Linked DNA regions of Mus musculus: regions 2, 3, 4 and 5 are each linked to region 1. Evidence: chromatin contacts called from public ChIA-PET, HiChIP or PLAC-seq and promoter capture Hi-C data. All regions are on one chromosome and are shown on one strand. Each heading gives the region's core, a stretch centred on a gene start, on an enhancer-like site or on the middle of the called end of the contact. The rest is flanking DNA. Distances are from core to core; before and after follow the strand shown. Region 1 holds the start of Rasa2 (RAS p21 protein activator 2). Region 2 overlaps Tfdp2 (transcription factor Dp 2). Region 3 holds the start of Tfdp2 (transcription factor Dp 2). Region 4 has its middle 34 kb from the start of Atp1b3. Region 5 holds the start of Slc25a36 (solute carrier family 25, member 36).

Region 1 (3,124 bases), core at 485-2,984:
ATCCTGTGGTAGGGTGCAGGAGGATTTACAAGGATTTTTGACAGTTGACGGTTGCCGGAAGAGACATTTTCTTCAGTAGTACAGCCACTGTTAAGTTTCCTGTGCTCCTGTAATTAATCTCTCGTCTATGCTTCTGGAAACAACTCTCATAAACTCATTGAACTAAAAAAAAAAAAAAAAAGTCTTGCTGGTGTGATGACTCAGTGATTAAAGGTTCTTAATACCAAACCAGATGGCCGGGTTAATCCCTAGGAAACCCACGGTGAAAGGAGAACCACCTCCCAACAGCCATCCACTGACCTTCCAGGGGATTGGAGGGGAAGAAAGCCAGCTGGGAGGAGAGGAAGGGGGTGCAGGGGATGTGGACGGCGATGAAGAGGGTATTGAATACTATGCATACATTAAACATGTGTATGAAAACGGTATCACACCATGACTGTGTATAAGTAAGACATACCAATAAAGCATTAAACGTTTTAAAATAGAAAAAGCCAGTCTCTGGCCTGTGGTGTGTGAGCTCTGATTTGGAAAGAAAGGGAAATACCATTTGGAGTTTCTGTTTGAAACAACAAAATGCCTGGAAGGAGAGGTAAGCTCACTTTCTCCAAGGCTGTATGGTACAGGACAAGGGGCACCCTCATGCATCACCAGCTGGACTGGAAGTATTGCTCGGTAGCCTAAGACATCCAGCAAGCTTAGGTCACTCCGTCTGCCTGACTGGCCTTGGCACAAGTGGCTTCTGGGCTTGCTTGTCGTCTGTTCACTCTTCCCAGGCAGGCTCTCCTTGACTCTGTTTCCACAACTTGCTTCTTCTCTCTGTGTGCCCTTCCAGGTTGAGGTGCTCATGGTCTTGGCGCCTTCTGCCCCGTCTTTTTGCCCTAGGGCCATTCCTATATGTCTGAAAACATTCCTTGACTGGCTGACTCTAGCACCTGGCAAAGAACAACCCTGCTCTATTAAATCAGTTTCTTCCTTCTTAGGGCAGCGCAGTTAAACCTCAGGACCAGGAAATCATCCCTCTCCTCACATACCAGGGTGTTATCCACACAGTTTACTCACTGTAAATAGTTCCCTTAAGATAGTGGCAACAACTAGTTGAAGATTTACAAACTTCCCAGGGCCAATCTACTTTCTAAAAAGCCTGCTTCTGGGAGTGGGAAAGAGGTCACCGTTCCGATTCTGAAATGCAAAACTGGTGATAAACTCAAAATTTCTCTGGGTCTCAGACAGGACTGGACGGAGTCTGTGGTCCTTTTCTTGACCCAACTTTTTGCAGAGCAATGTTCCCAGAGCAAAGGTTGAGTATGTGGTTTGTCCCCCACGTGCCGCACTGCGGGAGCATCTAGACACCGCTGGAAGAGTCTCTAATACATCTCTTGACGTTTGCCAAAATGCCAAACTTTTTCCTGGAACCTGGAGTCATTCTGACTGGGGACTTTTCTTTTCCTTGAGCATCTGGGGACCTAGAGGTCCGTTCGTGGGGGACGTCCAATTCTCAGGGTTCTGGGGATCACAGCAGGGCCAGGGTTTTCCTCCTTGTGGGGGTTTCAGAGCGCCTCTCGCGACTTGCCCAGGGAGGCAAGGCGAGGCGGATGCAGGGCGGGCACGGCGCGAGGGGCGGGGCGAGTCAGCCCGAGGCCGAGGCGGGGCTACAGCGAGGCTCGATCCGGCCTAGGCCTCGCTCCGGCTCCGCCTTGCCCGGCTACGCAGGCGGTAGGGCTGGGGTAGGGGCCGGGCGGCACCATGGCGGCGGCAGCGCCTGCTGCGGCGGCTTCTCCCGAGGCGCCGGCCGTCTCGGGCAGCGCAGACCCGGAGACGGGAGACGAGGACAGTCGTGAGGTCCGAGTGCTGCAGAGCCTGCGCGGCAGGATCTGTAAGCGGGGCCGGGGCTGAGGGGACCCCCGGGGCGGCGCGGAGGGTGGGCGGCGGGCACGCGCGGGGGTGGCGGCACCGGCGGCCGCCCGGGACTGGTGAGACTGGATGGGGGTGTGTTGGGGGGAGGCGCCGCGTCGACCGACTGCCCGGCGCGGGTCGGGGCTCCCCCTCGGAGCGAGCGGGGTGAGGACCTGCACGCGCGGACCGGACCGGCGCGGCGCGAGGGGCGCTGCCTGGAGCGCGGCCTGGACGCGGGAGCCCGGGGCGCGGCCGGGGGCGCGCGGAGTTTCCGGCCTCCCTCCGACGCAGGCCTGCGGGCGGCCGCGGACGACGGGAGCGGCCCGAGGTGGGAGCCCCGTGGTAATTACAAGGGAGGCGCGGCTGGAGGAGGGAGGGAGGCCGGCTGCGGCGGGGCGGGGCCGGGCCGGGCCGGGCCGGGCGGCGGGCTGAGGAGGGGGTGTGAGCTCCCTGGGGCTCCTCTGCCAGTGCGAGGTTGAGGCGGGCGCTGGGGACTGCGGGAGCCGGTGGCGGGGGCTCCGGTGGGCGAGGCTGCGCGGGCGAGCGGGGCGCCCGGGGAGCTCGGGCGGGACACCTGTGCCCGCCCCACCTTGCCGCGGCGGGGACTTGAATCGAGAGCCGGCGTGACTGACGGTGACTTGGGGCAGGATGTAGTGGCTTCCTGTGAGCAGGTCTCAAAACTCAGTCATCCAGTCCGCGCTCAACCCACTTGATTCTCTCCCGTGCATTTGTGAGAGCCGCACCGATGAGTGTAGACTCTTACTCAGAGACGGGCCAGTTCGTTTGTCATTGCTATCCTTCCTCTTTAAAACGACCCTTTGATATTAGATCGACTTCCCCCAGCTTATTGAGATGGTCCCTTTTCACTGTATGACTGGCGAATCAGTAGAGTTTATTGTTACTTTAGTTGAAAACCTTTTTTAATTCAGATTATTTTATCCCCAGAATGAAATCGGTCTCCTAAATAATGCCTGGCTATAAGAGATATTTTATATGTTGAAAATTCAATTGTGTTAGAATGGCTGATACTGCTCTTTCTTTGGCAGAGTATAAACTTTAATTCTTAAATCTCGATGCTTCTTTTGGATTCTCCCACTTGAGTTTTTGATGTTACTCCCCTTTCAAGGATTTGGAATTTTATTAAAACCCCAGGAGCAAGCATGTTAAATGTTACTTTTCAATTCCCTGACGTCATCCTGGGACTCCCAATTCAGACACTTTTAAGTATTAA
Region 2 (3,366 bases), core at 303-2,802, 360 kb after region 1:
TAATTTCAACTCCAGTATTTGCTACATAGTGAATTTCAGGTCAAAATGGGATACAAAGTGAGATTTTTGTCAATCAATCAATCAATCAATCAATAAATAAATTTAAGGTAATACAAAGGATGAACTAGCAAGACGACTTAGCAAATAAAAGCACATACAGCCAGGTTTCCCCTGAGGAAAACAGTAGAACAGATTCTTACAAGTCCTAACTTCTACACTTTTTACCACTGTGTGTTTGTGTGTGTGTGTGTGTGTGTGTGTGTGTGAGTATGTGTGAGTGTGTGTGTGTGTGTGTGTGTGTGAGAGTGTGTGTGTGTGAGTGTGTGTGTGTGTGTGTGAGTGTGTGTGAGAGTGTGTGAGTGTGTGTGTGTGTGTGTGTGTGTGTGAGTGTGTGTGAGAGAGTGTGTGTGTGTGTGTGTGTGTGTGTATCTGAAAGTGCACTGTAATCTCGGCAATCAGGCATTCAAGGCCATTCTCAGCTACATGGGGAACTCAAACCAACCAACAAAATAAAAGCTATATAATGATTTTTCCTAAGAATTCTCCTGTCTTTCTACTAGTTGTTAGTCACTTATTGTAGGATCTCTTCAAATAATGAAGGAATAAGATTATTTTGTTATGCTTGCAGCAAATGTTTTTTCCAATTTTATAGTTTTTGCTGTGTGTTGTTTTTCCCCGAGACAGGATCCCATTTCGTAGTTTAGTCTTTCCTAAAACTAGATAGATAGCCCAGGCTGTTCTCCCAGCAACTCTCCTGCCTCACTCAGCCCCCCGTAAGTAATGGGATTACAAGGTGTGAGCCAGCAGGTCTGTCTTTCCCTTTCCTTTTTGAGACCTGCCTTGCCTTGGTGCCCAGTAGTTCTGTCTCAGCTCCCCATGCACTGGAATTACAGGATGAGCCACCATACTCGACAGGTTTTGTTTTATATTTAATTCTCCACATATTGCTTTGGAAGTAGTCAACTTTATAAACCTTTTCTCTTAAATTTTTTTAGTATGAAAATGAAGGAGGTCAAAGTAATAATGATTACTTTTGTTCTCCAATCTGAAGTACACATTATACGTGGGTCGACGGATGGAGACGCAGACAGGGATAGGGGTGCAGGCACGCTCACACACAGTCACAGACTCCTTAACAGTTGCATTTCTGATTGCATGCTATTCTTACAAACCACTAGTACACGTACAAAGGTTTATTAAGAAGGACGAGGCACACGTCTAGTCCTCGCTTTAACATGGTAAAGTCACTCTCCTCCAAACACTTGCCTCGCCCACCAGTAGTCTGCTGTACCTCCTTCTTCACTCCATTCTTTATACTTAGTCAAAACGTGATTTTGTTCTTTTTTCTATTATCTTATTCAGTCTTAGAAATACTTAATTCTTAATTTTCCATGTCTCTTCCATCAGCCTGATTAATACTTATTTTGGTACATCATTTGCAGCCTGGCTCACCTAGTCCATTCTAACTGTCCTTCCCTATGTGTCTGGTTACACTGTGCACTGCACAGGGAGTGGTGACATGAGTTCTCATTCAAAATGCATTTCAGGGATCCACTGGACACCTACTGAGCCAAAAACTAAGTAGAAATTCATGTTTTTAAAAGAGCTTCAACTGATTGGGAAGAACTACTGTGTTTCAAATTAAGAAAATAATAGTTTTTCTACCCCACTGAATTTACTTTTATAAAAGAGAAGGTGCTTGCTTAGTAATCCGTGTCTCCAATCCCTTTGTACATGTTCTAGGGTCTCAATGCTCATCCCATCTCTAACCATTCTGTGGCAAGTTAGCTTTGTTCCTAGGCCCCGTGAAGAGAAGGAACAGAAAGCAGCGCGTTTTATCTCAGACAAACAGCCACTGAGTGGCTGCAGGAGATGGAGGTGGCTGGGTGTGACCACAGGATCAGAACTTATGGCTGTAAAAATGCTCAAAACTTAATTGGAAATTAATCTCACAAAGCTTATGAGTTCCTCTCAGATGGCATCCAGATTGTATAAACAAATAAATCGTTCTTAATTTACACTCAAGTAAGAGATTTTCTATTTATAAAAGTTTAGAATAATTAGAAATAGATCTTAAATTAAAAAGTTGGGATCTAAAAATTTTCTAATTTAGGACATAAGTTCAAAACAGAATAAAATTATCCATGAATTAGGAGTCATAGGCATTTCTTCTCCTTAGAAAATAAAAAAGGGATCACTGTGATCCATAGTGTCCTAAGTAGGTCACTCAGACTTCTGAGGGCTATTTGTGTCCTCACTGACAAGAAGATCTACACTACAGGAAGATCATTGAAGCTTCCTATAGCAACAGTTCTTTACATACATACATACATACATACATACATACATACATACATACATACATTCATTGCAGGAGTGCTATAAGCATGGAGATCAGACGACAACTTGCAGTTGTTTCTCTCCTTCCACCACATGGGTTCTAGAAAGCAAAACTCATCAGGCTGGGCTGGGTGGCAAACACCTTTACCCACAGAGCCTTTCTGCCAGTCCTGTATTTTTAGAAGACTACAAAAAGCAAGAAATCTTATTGTTATAGATCAACATCAACAAAATTTATTGTGTACAAAAACTTATTCATACCCAGGCCTCGTGAAAGGCCTGCAATCCTAGCTACTAGAGACTCTGAGTCCAAAGGATTGACGTTTGCAGGTCTGCCTAAGCACTTACTGAGGTCCTTCCTTAAAAGGTAAGAGGCCAGCAAGATGCTTTGATGGACTGAAATACCCGCCAACCCCATTTTGATCCATGGAAACACATTTTTCTCTGACCTCCACACATGTGCATAGTATGCTCATGTACAGACAGAAACATACAAGACAAATGTTTAAAAATACTTTTTTGTTTTGTTTGAGACAAGGTCTATTATGTAGTCCTGGAACTTCGTATGGAGACCAGGCTAGCCTTGAACTCACAGAGATCCACCTGCTTATGCCTCCCAAGTGCTGGGATTAAAGGTGTGCACCACCACATCCAGCTCAAACAAACAAACAAACAAACAAACAAACAAACAAACACAACCTTTTTTTTAAGTGAAAAAGGATGTGTCTCAATGGTCAGAGTTCTTGACTAGATTATACAAGGCTATAGATTCATTTTAACATATTAAGGGGGAGAGAACCCACATCTGCATTAAATGATATTCTCGGTAGGCTGTCACATTTCCATAATCTATCTGTAACCCTAGTAATTAGAAGGCTGAGGCAGGATCATGCGTTTGAGACCAGCCTTGAGGATATAGCAAGTTCCAGGCCAAACTCAGTTGCATACTTTCATTATAAATTCTGTCTCTGAGACTGGAGAGATGGCTCAGTGGTTAAGAGCACTGACTGTCTTTTCAGAGATTCT
Region 3 (3,413 bases), core at 219-2,718, 440 kb after region 1:
GCCACAGTGGAAAAGAGGCTAATGACTTAAACCATACTGCCTAGTTACGATGACTTCAAACCATTAGGAGAACAGAAAACAAATGACCCAGAAAAATTCTAAGTCAAATGAAACACAGCAGCTGGCTCTGTAGAGGGGTGTTTTCTAACCTGTGGGTCATGACCCCTTTCTAAAGGGAGTCGTTCTTGCCTAAGACCATCGGAAAACCTAAATATTTACATTGCAATTCATAACAGTAGCAAAATTACAGTTATGAAGTAGCAACAAAATGCTTTTATGGTTGGGGTCAGGTCACAGCATTAGGAAGGTTGAGAACTGCTGGCCTAGAGGAGGCAGGATAAGGGGTTGGAGCCCCTTGAGATGAAAGGAGGAAAGACAGAAGTCGCCAAAGGCTCAAAGGTACTTTCAACGAATGCTATGGAAAAAGAATGCAAAGTAAACATTTTGCTAGGCCAGGCTACAAGCCTGGTAACGATTTCAGCCGAAAAGGTGAAACAACATGGGGTCCAGAGTCTCCTCCAGCATCCAGGGTTACGTTATGCATTTAGTAGAAGTGAGCTTTGTTTCAAGTGCATTCCGGAGATTAGCCCTTTTCTCTCTCCCAACACCCTCCCCGTCCTCGCATAGGCAGATGTGGCTCACAGATGAACAAACTGAGCCCACACAAAGCACCGGAACACGGGCGAGTGAGTGTCCACGCACTTCACTGTGCCACCTCTCGGCGGAGCCCACAGTCACTTTCCCGCTGCTCTGTGCACAGCAACCAGGGCCTTGTGCAGAATTCCTCCCAGAACTTGGGCCGAGAAAGTAACCTCTACTTGAAAGGAAAAGTTCTCTTGGGGGAACCTGGGGGTCTTCCAGGTAGGGAGAGCTTTGGAACTCTGCAAAAGCACCCCGCAGAAACAGACTGGAGGATGGTGGATCACGAAGGGAGGAGGGAAAGTCAGAAGATCTGAGTGAGAAGCCCAAGTCAGCCCTTGCCCTTCCTGATCCCGGGTGATGGCGAGCCCGCGGGCTCCGGAGCCTCATCAGGTATTCCAGGGTTGCTTGGCCCCGCTGCAGAGAAATCCTGAGGACAAGCTGAGACTCCCGGGACAGGGCAGGGGAGAGCCGGCCGGCGGGGGGCCACGCCCGGTCCAAAGGCCCCTGGCGCGCAGGCCCGCGCCCTTTCCGGGACCTTACCGCAGCTTGGTGCAGAGGGGCCGCCGCCGGTCCACACAGCCCTCGGCCCACTCCCGGGGAGACGCTTCTTCGCGAGCCGCCGCTCCTCAGGCAGAGCCAGGTCCGCTCGGAGCAAGCTCCCGGCCGCGCAGCCGCGGTCTTCGCGCGCGTCGGAAGCCTGCAGTGCAGGAAGGGTCAAGGCGCGCCCCGCGTGCCAGGCAGCGACGGCCGCACAGCCCAGCGCGCCCGACGCCGTCCGCCCTCAGCGACACGGCCGCGGCGGCGCCGCTTCCCCCGCGCTCGCTTTGGCGGCGGAGCAGCACGGTGAGCGCCGATTGGCCCTCGGCTGGCATGACGCGCGCCGACGCTCTCCACGGATTGGCCGGGCCGCAGTGCGTGTAGGGAGTAAACAAAACCCGCCCCCAGGCTCGCCCCCAGGGCCAGAGGCGGAGGTGGGCGGCGGGCTTGCGGGAGCCTGCCCTGGTCTTTTGACCTCCAAAGCCACTCTCCGCTAGGGGCCGCCCTGAGGCTCTGCCTGCCGCTGGACCCCTGCCACCTAGAGGGCAGCCAGGCTCGCCCTTCCCCCTCCACCACATCAGCCCCTCTCCTCACCTCCACCCACCACCTCGCTTCTCTCAGCTCTAAAGTATGGTTCTCTTTTCCATCCCATCTCTCGGAAAGAAACCGGAACTAGGTCCTTACATCTGGACCATAGACCTCTGATGGGCCACTGCTCCAGGAACACTCGGAAGGCAGAGGGATAAGTGACCCTGAGGCCACACGTGGACCACTGTGGAGGTTGGTCATGCTTCAATTCCTGGGAAAGTGTAGCAATAAATTAAGGCCAGATGCCTTAATTTCGAAGTTGAACCGAAAAAGTTGGAGGCACACACTCTCAAATACCCAGTCATTTATTAAGAAATTCAGGTTGGCTTAGTGGCTCATGTCTTTAACCCCAGCACTCCTGAGGCAGACACTAGCATATCTCTTTAAGTCTAAGGCCAGCCTAGTCAACACAGTGAGTTCTGAGCCAGCCAGGGCTAGACACTTTGACCCTGCCCCCACCCCTCCAAAAAAAGGTGTTTCCCCCTTTCAAGTGCATGGATCCTGTATGAACTGTAGCTAATGTGGACGTTTGGAAGTAAGATAAGAAAATCCGACTTTAAAATACTTTGATCTTTTTCATTTTAATTTCCTCATAGCTCTATGAGCCAAATACTATTTATGATGCTAGGGCTGTGTGTACAAAAGAGACAAAAATTCTTGGCATAATTGAGCTTATGTTCCAGTGAGGTAGGAAAGATGCTTCTTAAAGTTCTTTAAAAAAAAATTCAGTGGTGTGATAAGGGAAACAACTCTGAGAGGGGGCTATTGATGTAAATACCAGCCCCAGAGTGTCAGCTCATGGTCTGGGTGGCAGAGTCGGGAGTTTAGACCAACTGAGTCTACATGAGATCCTTTCTCAAAAACATTAGATAGATAGATAGATAGATAGATAGATAGATAGATAGATAACAGTGAGATCCTTTCTCAAAAAATGATGATGTACATAGGTAGAAACTAAGGCAAGCAGACAGAAAAAATGCATAATGAGGTGAGGAAGCCAAGAGCAAACACCCTTGGCTTTCTCTTTGGAAGATTTGGAGACTATTTCTAGACAATTGTTATGGGTAAAATCCCAAAATTCCAAACATACAGTAATCCAAAAGTCTCAACTGAATGATTGCCTTTTGCACTGACAAGTGAATGTGGATTTATTTAATTTCCGCAGGAAACGTTGTTAAGGTATTGTGTTAAGCTTATTTAATAAATACTTAGCATGCTAGGTAATCGTGGTGAGCACCGTTAGTCCCAGCACTTGGGAAGCAGAGGTAGGTAGACCTCTGAGTTTCAGGCCAACCTAGCCTACAAAGTGGGTTCCAGGACAGCCAAGGATACACAGAGAAGCCCTGTCTCAAAACAAACAAACAAACAAACAAATTAGCAATCCTAGCATTAAGGATAAAAAGTCAGCATGACAGAAATAAGTCTTTACTTCAATCCAGTAGTGAAAAATTATGAAGCCCCTCAACATGTGTAGCCACAAGAGAGGCTGGCACATTAAATGTTTGGGTTAATGTGGAGAAAGGAATGCCCAAAATCTCATTACTTGTCAACTAAACACTACATGCCCATGCTAGAATGGGGTGGGGGTGGGGATATAAAAGTGTAGAGATCAAAGGACAACTTGCAGGAATTGATGCTTGTCTTCT
Region 4 (3,035 bases), core at 21-2,520, 300 kb after region 1:
GTGAGTGTGGAGGCCAGAGAAGTGTTGAATCCCCCTGTGACTCAGGGCAGTTGTGAGCGGTCATGTAAGTACTTGCTCTTAAGCCTACATCCTTGGATGGAGAGCTCAACCACTGAGCTGTCTCCAGCTTCTCATTTATGGTTTTATCTCTCATTTATTATCTTTTTTTTTTATGTTTACTTATGTATATGAGTACACTGTAGCTGTCTTCAGACACACCAGAAGAGGGCATCAGATCTCATTACAGATGGTTGTGAACCACCATGTGGTTGCTGGGATTTGAACTCAGAACCTCTGGAAGAGCAGACAGTGCTCTTAACCACTGAGCCATCTCTCCAGCCCCCTCATTCCCCCCCCCCCCCCCCCCCCCCGAGACAGGGTTTCTCTTCTCTGTGTAGCCCTCACTGTCCTGGAACTTACTTTGTAGACCAGGCTGGCCTTGAACTCAGAAATCCGCCTTCCTCTGCCTCCCAAGTGCTGGGATTAAAGGCGTGCGCCACCACCGCCCGGCTATCCTCATTTTTCTAAGAGCTGTTTTTTATCATGGATGGTGCAGAGCCACATTCTGAGGCTTTCAGTGGTCTGCAAGCCAGACCTGGTGGGGCAAGAACCCAACTGTCTCAGGTTGGCTATGTGGGAAAGCTGAGGGAATTAGGTGGCCTTGCCAGCCAGGTGGCACCGCTGTACTTTGGAGGTGGACATTCTCCACTTTGTCATCAACAAAACTCCGTGATGCCTGAAAATTTAAAGGTGACCTTTCCTGGACTTGGACTTTTCCTTTGTGCTTTTTCTGTCTCTTGATTTTGCTGGGTGGTTTCACATGGCCTTGGATTAAGTCACTGTTCTGTTGCTGGGAAGAGACACCATGGTCAAGGCAGCTGTTACAAGAGAAAACATTCATTTGGGAGCTTGCTTATAGTTACAGAGGTGCTCTGGTGGAAAGCAGCGGGCAGGCACTGAAGCAGTGACGTCACACCCTGATCTGCGGGCAGAAGGAAACATGGAGTGGCATGGCCTTTGAAACCTCCAAGTCCACCCTCAGTGACAATTTCTTCTAAGAAGGCCACACCTGATCCTCTCAGTGCCACTCCCTGGCGACTAAGCATTTATATATATGAGCCTCTGGGGCCATTACTCAAGCCACCACAGCCATCCTGCCTCGGCTTCCCAGTTCATATTGAGAAAGTAAAGTAAGGATGGATAATTTGTAGCCTGGCACACGTACCAGACATCACCCTGAGCAACAGTTCTGTGAGACCAGGCTGTCCTGGTCTGCGGAGTAGGAACGGCAGGCCTGCAACCGAGCGGTGCCGACAGTAGGGCAGATCCTGAGTCGGCAGGTTTGGCTCAGGCACCATTTCATTAAATAGTTGTGAACTTAACTAAAGCCTAAGGCCTGGGGATGTTAGGTCAGGGCTTGCCGAGTATGTATGAGGCACGGGATTTGACCCCAGATACATGGGGCTGCAGTCTCGGAGCTAGTGAGTGAGTGCAGGAGCTGGAGAGACAGGCAGCAGAGAGCAGCGGGGACCTCCCAGAACCACCCACAAAGTGGTTCACAACTCCACTGCCAGAGGGCATCCTTCTATCCTCTTCTGGTCTCCTCAGACGCCATGCACATACGTGACAAAACGTCTAAAGTTAAAAAGTTTAAAGCAGAGTAGATCTGTAACCGAGAGCAAAGCTGTCATCTCGAGGTGGATTTTGAAGACTTGGGGCATAGATCCTAAGTCTTAACTGGTTTTCTTTCTGGTTCAGTTTTTGGACTTGGTCCAGTCCTGCCATGTGACTTCAGCTGACCTCAAGTCTTCAGGTTGTTTTGTTTTTTTGTTTTTTCATCTGCTGAACTTAGGAGTGCCTGCTTAACTTGAAGCATACTGAGTGAAAGGACACAGCCTATTCGAGTTCATTAACCCAAAGGGAACAAGAGAGGGCCTAGGAGTTAGCTCGGTTACACAGATGGCAGCGCTGGGTATGGGCAGAGGTGGTGCTCAGGAACAGGTCATTCCAAATGTCCCTCTGGATCTATTGTGGAAATGTTTTGGGAGGCAGAATGAGCTGGGTCTATGTCCTGTGGGTAATGAGGTGGATTTAGGAGTGTAGGGTAGTTGAGTCTGTGTTCTGTGGATAATAAGGTGGACCGGGAATGGGAGCCATAGGCCAATTGGCATCTGCTCCAGGCTTTCCTCAGAATGTAGGATATACACAATGTTGTCTGTGCATTTCGCTCTCTGGCGTGGTATGATTGATCCAGCAGCCTCCTCTGCAGGCTGTTCCCTCAGACCACAGAAAAGGATGACCCAGTCAGCTTGCACTTCAGTCACTGAGCCCAGCACTTAGCCCAACTGGACAGGAGATGGAGAAGGTTTGGTGTCCGTTAGTTGATTGAATCGTGGTATTTTGAAACAGTGTAATATTCCTAATGAAAGGAAAAATTGGGGGTACTTTTAAAAAGAGTTCCAAGCTGTTTTCTATGTGGGTCTAGGAGCTGGAAAGTTTTATATTGGTTACAAAATTACTGTAATCCCCCTTTGACTACTTGGGCTTCCAGGTTTTTTCTGTTTTTTGGAGCAGGCACCTATCTGTGTGCTTAGTCCTACCCAGAAGGCTCTACTAGGATTCAAAGTAGTTTCCTTCAGGTGTTTGGATCCAAGCCTTGCGGGGATGCCTGGCACTGAAAGTAACACCTCCGTGGAGGCCATCCCACAGTCGGGTCATGAGACAAACAGCATGCGCCAGCTTCCATTTTGAACAGAAGTAGAGAACTGGCTATTCCATTTGTTTGCTTAGAAATCTTGGGCAAACTGCTTAGCTGCTGCGCTACAGTTATCTGCAAAGTGAATCCCACCATTGAGAGTAGTCAGAGCACACTGTGACATACACACTCTAGTGCTGCACCTCCTTTTGAGGCTGTGGGTTTGCTGAGAGCATCCTCCTGCAAAATGAAGATGACCCTGCTGTTTGGCTGCTGAGACGGAGTGTTTGTTGCTTGGAGAGGTGAGTGGGGCCAAAGACTGAAGCAGGCGGATCTCTGA
Region 5 (3,349 bases), core at 488-2,987, 480 kb before region 1:
TATATACTTTTTCGGGACAGGGTTTCTCTGTGTAGCCCTGGCTGTCCTTCTGTCTACCTCTGTAGACCAGGTTGGCCTCGAACTCAGAAATCCACCTGCCACTGCCTCTCAAGTGCTGGGATTAAAGTTGTGCGCTACCACTGCCCGGCTAAACCACACATTTTAAAGAGACATGTGTCCTGGGAGTTGTGTCTCAACACAACTGCCATATAAAGAAAATACCCGTTGGATGTCTTGCGGAAATCTTTGTCATTTGGCTAGGGTTGTCGTCACTCTTTGTGTCCGCTCTTCCAGTTTTGCCCCTTTGTCATCCTTTCCCGCTCTAATAGACTGTTCTCATTTCAACAGTAAAGCTCAGAAGTCAGGCTGTACTGGGGGTGAGTTGGGTAAGCCCTGGGCCAAGGACTTTGGTTGCAGTGCCCCTCCCCCAACAATAATAATCAGATAAGGAACACTCTGCACTGCTGAAATGCTTTAAGTAATTTACACACTCAGTCCTTTACAGTGGCATGGACATTTGCAGTCTGTACGTTTTGTAGGAATTTAGTTGCCGGACAACACGGAGAGAGCTAAAGCAGTTAGAATTTTGTCAAGTTGTGCCCGTAAGTGGCTCTGGAAAATTTCATGTGGGCTGGAAAGGGTGATGGGGCCCCTGCAAATGGAAGGGCAGTTTTATGGGGGAGGGGGATGAAGAGAAAGAAATAATGAGATATATTTCTGTTCCTTCTGTGTGATTAGCATATTGATATCTATTTATTTTATTTTGACGATTCATCTGTACCTTGCAAATAAGCAGTTAACAAAAAATTGAAATAATGGCCATTTTCTAGAGAAAGAAAACTTTCCCTAGTCCAACATATACATGTAAGAAATGTGTTGATTAGTAAAATAAGTAGCTGGTTTATTCCTGTAGTAAACCTTCACATTTTAATCTACTTGCCTTTTATTGAACACTTTTCCCTCATGTGACTCTACCTTAGACCTGTCAGGAATTCTCCGTCAGCATTCCATCTCAGGAATGTTCCACAGAGTGTGGACCGCCTTTAATCCCTTCACTTGGGAGTCTAAGGCTTGCACAGGTCTCTGAGTTGGAGGGCAAGCCCCAGAGAGCAGCCAGGGTTGGTCTCAAAGTGAGATTTTGCATCTCTTTCCTGACCAAAAAACAAAAAACAAACAAAAAAAAAAAACCAAAAAAACCCGATTTATCTCGCCACTCCACAACAGATCCCAATTTAACGCTTATGTTTAATGATCATGTTTAATGCCGTGCTGTTTGTGAGAGTGCAAGCGAGTATATTCGCACAAGTGATTTCCAAGGCAAACACGGGGAAACAGAAAGGCTCAGTTCTAAACCCAAAAACTTGCTGTGGCCCTGGGCCGCTAGGGTTTTATCCTAGATCGTCAAGAGCCGGCCAGCGCAGGTTAAGTGGCGAGGGCTGAGCGACCTGCTGATCAGCGCATCGGATGAGAGTGCGAGCCGACCCACTACGCACCAGCAAGCATTCCCGTCCTGCCCCACGGCCCTTCATTGAAGAGCCCCCTGGGCGATCACGTGAAAGAGGCGTGCGAACCTCGTGACGTCACGCGGCCTAAGCCAATAGGAGCTTCTGTTTATGTAGGGACCTCCGACTCCTCACGACTCTCACTGCGCAGTCCGACGGAGCTCGCTGGAGCAGGAACCCCGTGGGGTGGGTTCGCGGGTGGCCTTCCGCAGCGGCGGCTCCGCCCACTCCCTTGCGTCCCCCTTCTTGGCCCTCGCCGCTGGCCGTGGCGGCCTGCTGGGTCCGCGTCCCGCCTCTACTCCCGGAGGACATGCAGAAGAGAGAATGAGCCAGAGGGACACGCTGGTGCATCTGTTTGCCGGGGGGTAAGGTCGCTGGGGCGCGCGGGCTGGAGGCCACGGGCCTGCGAAGGCCACGCCGAGCCTGGGCGGGGGCAGGGCGTGAGTCGCGGCCTAGCTCGTCCGGTACTGCGCGACAGCGGAGGCACACGGACCCGGACCTCGCGGAGGAGGCTCGGCCATGGCGACAAAATGGGAGCAGGCTCGGCCTCCCCGTCCCGCACGACTGGGCCTCACGTTGCCCACGTTCGCGGGCGACCTTGTTTCCGGCCGCCGCTGCGCCTTTGCTGCTGGCCGGCGTCGTAGCCGGCGGGGAAGGCGTTGCAGTGCTCGCCCGCGGTGCGCAGAGGTTATTTCCAGCTTCGGAAAATTTTCTCTCCCTTGCCTGCCCCGGTTTGCGGGAGATGGTGCAAAAGTGGCAGTGACTTTGAAATCAATCAATCTCTCTTTCTTTTCTTTTCTTTTCTTTTCTTTTCTTTTCTTTTCTTTTCTTTTCTTTTCTTGAGATGGGAAGGCAACCCCCTCCCCCCCCCCCCCGACCCTTCAGCACTGCCTGCTTTGGAGAAGGGGTATGGATGGTTTGAGAGAAGGCGACTACTAAATGAAATCATTATATATGTGTACAGGATTAGTGTGGAGCCCGAAGTCTGGTTTGCTGATCCCCCAGCTACAGCCATTTTGCTGAGCCAAGTTTGTTCCTCCATTCGATATGTTCCTTCCCAGTTATTTAGAGAAATAATAGAGCAACGTTAAGACTTTTACCTGCAAGACTATAAAGTTGTCACAAAAAATCGCTATGGTGAATTAACTTTTTAACCTATATAACAGAATAAAGTAGTATTTTAAAGTTTGGTGGTTTGATTCTTGGATCAGCCACTTTAAGGGATACATACATATATGTATGCATTCTTTGCATGGTTGTTTGCTTTGAGTTAATGTGTGGAGATTCTGTTGCCAATATGACAGTACTTTACATTGTTGTCACACATTTCATTCAACATTTATGATTCACCAATTTTGAACGGTCCACTATTCTGCCATTAAAGCAACTACTAATTTTATGAGGAGCAGTTTGCCTTTTGTGTTTCTAAAATGCTTCCTGCCAGTAAAGGGCTAATTTAATTTCTGCAGTACCTGTACTTGGCACCTGCTAGTCAAGTTCTCTGCCACTGGGCTCCATCCTCGGGCCCTTAGAACATTTTTTTTTCTGTTGTTTTGTTTTTGTTTTTCGAGACAGGGTTTCTCTGTGTAGCCCTGGCTGTCCAGGAACTGACTCTGTAGACCAGGCTGGCCTCGAACTCAGAAATCCGCCTGTCTCTGCCTCCAAAGTGCTGGGATTAAAGGTGTGTGCCACCACTGCCTGGTCCCTTAGAACATTTTATTAATCTCTCTTTCCCTCTCTCCTCCCCCCTCTTTCTCCGAGTGTGTGTGTTGGGGGGGGGGGCGGAGTAGGAGAAAGTAAGGATAGCATCTTGTAGTTGGATTTCTACTTGTAGTTAGATCTTCTGA

The links. ChIA-PET counts read pairs in DNA pulled down with a chosen protein or histone mark. HiChIP or PLAC-seq counts read pairs in DNA pulled down with a chosen protein or histone mark. Capture Hi-C pulls out chosen DNA fragments and counts their contacts.
Region 2: an H3K4me3 HiChIP or PLAC-seq map of bone marrow-derived macrophages shows a contact between it and region 1, with 3 times the contacts expected there. The contact joins the enhancer-like site here to the promoter of Rasa2 in region 1. A contact is called at or near these places in 9 of 39 promoter capture datasets (the 3T3-L1 cell line, the C10 cell line, the HPC-7 cell line and 5 more), 3 of 115 datasets of contacts at active chromatin or transcription factors (bone marrow-derived macrophages, embryonic forebrain and large pre-B cells) and 1 of 9 other capture datasets (embryonic stem cells).
Region 3: a contact with region 1 is called in an RNA polymerase II ChIA-PET map of effector CD8 T cells, with 23 read pairs. The contact joins the promoter of Tfdp2 here to the promoter of Rasa2 in region 1. A contact is called at or near these places in 5 of 39 promoter capture datasets (the C10 cell line, the HPC-7 cell line, cranial neural crest and 2 more), 3 of 115 datasets of contacts at active chromatin or transcription factors (effector CD8 T cells, large pre-B cells and memory CD8 T cells) and 1 of 9 other capture datasets (liver).
Region 4: an H3K27ac HiChIP or PLAC-seq map of embryonic stem cells shows a contact between it and region 1, with 6 read pairs. The contact joins the enhancer-like site here to the promoter of Rasa2 in region 1. A contact is called at or near these places in 4 of 39 promoter capture datasets (the 3T3-L1 cell line, the C10 cell line, frontonasal cranial neural crest and 1 more), 2 of 484 Hi-C or Micro-C datasets (embryonic stem cells and nephron progenitors) and 4 of 115 datasets of contacts at active chromatin or transcription factors (cardiomyocytes, embryonic limb bud, embryonic stem cells and 1 more).
Region 5: a promoter capture Hi-C map of adipose tissue shows a contact between it and region 1, with 2.4 times the contacts expected there. The contact joins the promoter of Slc25a36 here to the promoter of Rasa2 in region 1. A contact is called at or near these places in 1 of 39 promoter capture datasets (pre-B cells), 1 of 484 Hi-C or Micro-C datasets (nephron progenitors), 3 of 115 datasets of contacts at active chromatin or transcription factors (embryonic stem cells, memory CD8 T cells and trophoblast stem cells) and 1 of 9 other capture datasets (adipose tissue).

The regions. Positions count from the first base shown.
Region 1 is chr9:96,630,113-96,633,236 of GRCm38.p6, reverse strand. Rasa2 (RAS p21 protein activator 2) reads left to right here and starts at 1,734. Exons shown (of 24, transcript NM_053268.2): 1 at 1,734-1,873. The coding sequence starts at 1,744.
Region 2 is chr9:96,265,882-96,269,247 of GRCm38.p6, reverse strand. All of the region lies in intron 3 of Tfdp2 (transcription factor Dp 2), which reads right to left. Among named protein-coding and RNA genes, the nearest start is that of Gm39408, 16 kb to the left of the region's middle. Within about 2 kb of position 1,552, at least 14 of the 459 cell types and tissues checked have an H3K27ac peak or open chromatin away from gene starts, as enhancers often do.
Region 3 is chr9:96,194,330-96,197,742 of GRCm38.p6, reverse strand. It overlaps Tfdp2 (transcription factor Dp 2), which reads right to left and starts at 1,468. Exons shown (of 13, transcript NM_001184706.1): 1 at 1,183-1,468.
Region 4 is chr9:96,329,331-96,332,365 of GRCm38.p6, reverse strand. No RefSeq gene overlaps it. Among named protein-coding and RNA genes, the nearest start is that of Atp1b3, 34 kb to the left of the region's middle. Within about 2 kb of position 1,270, at least 7 of the 459 cell types and tissues checked have an H3K27ac peak or open chromatin away from gene starts, as enhancers often do. A contact at or near this core is called in embryonic stem cells, where this site is marked.
Region 5 is chr9:97,109,429-97,112,777 of GRCm38.p6, reverse strand. It overlaps Slc25a36 (solute carrier family 25, member 36), which reads left to right and starts at 1,737. Exons shown (of 7, transcript NM_138756.4): 1 at 1,737-1,867. The coding sequence starts at 1,827.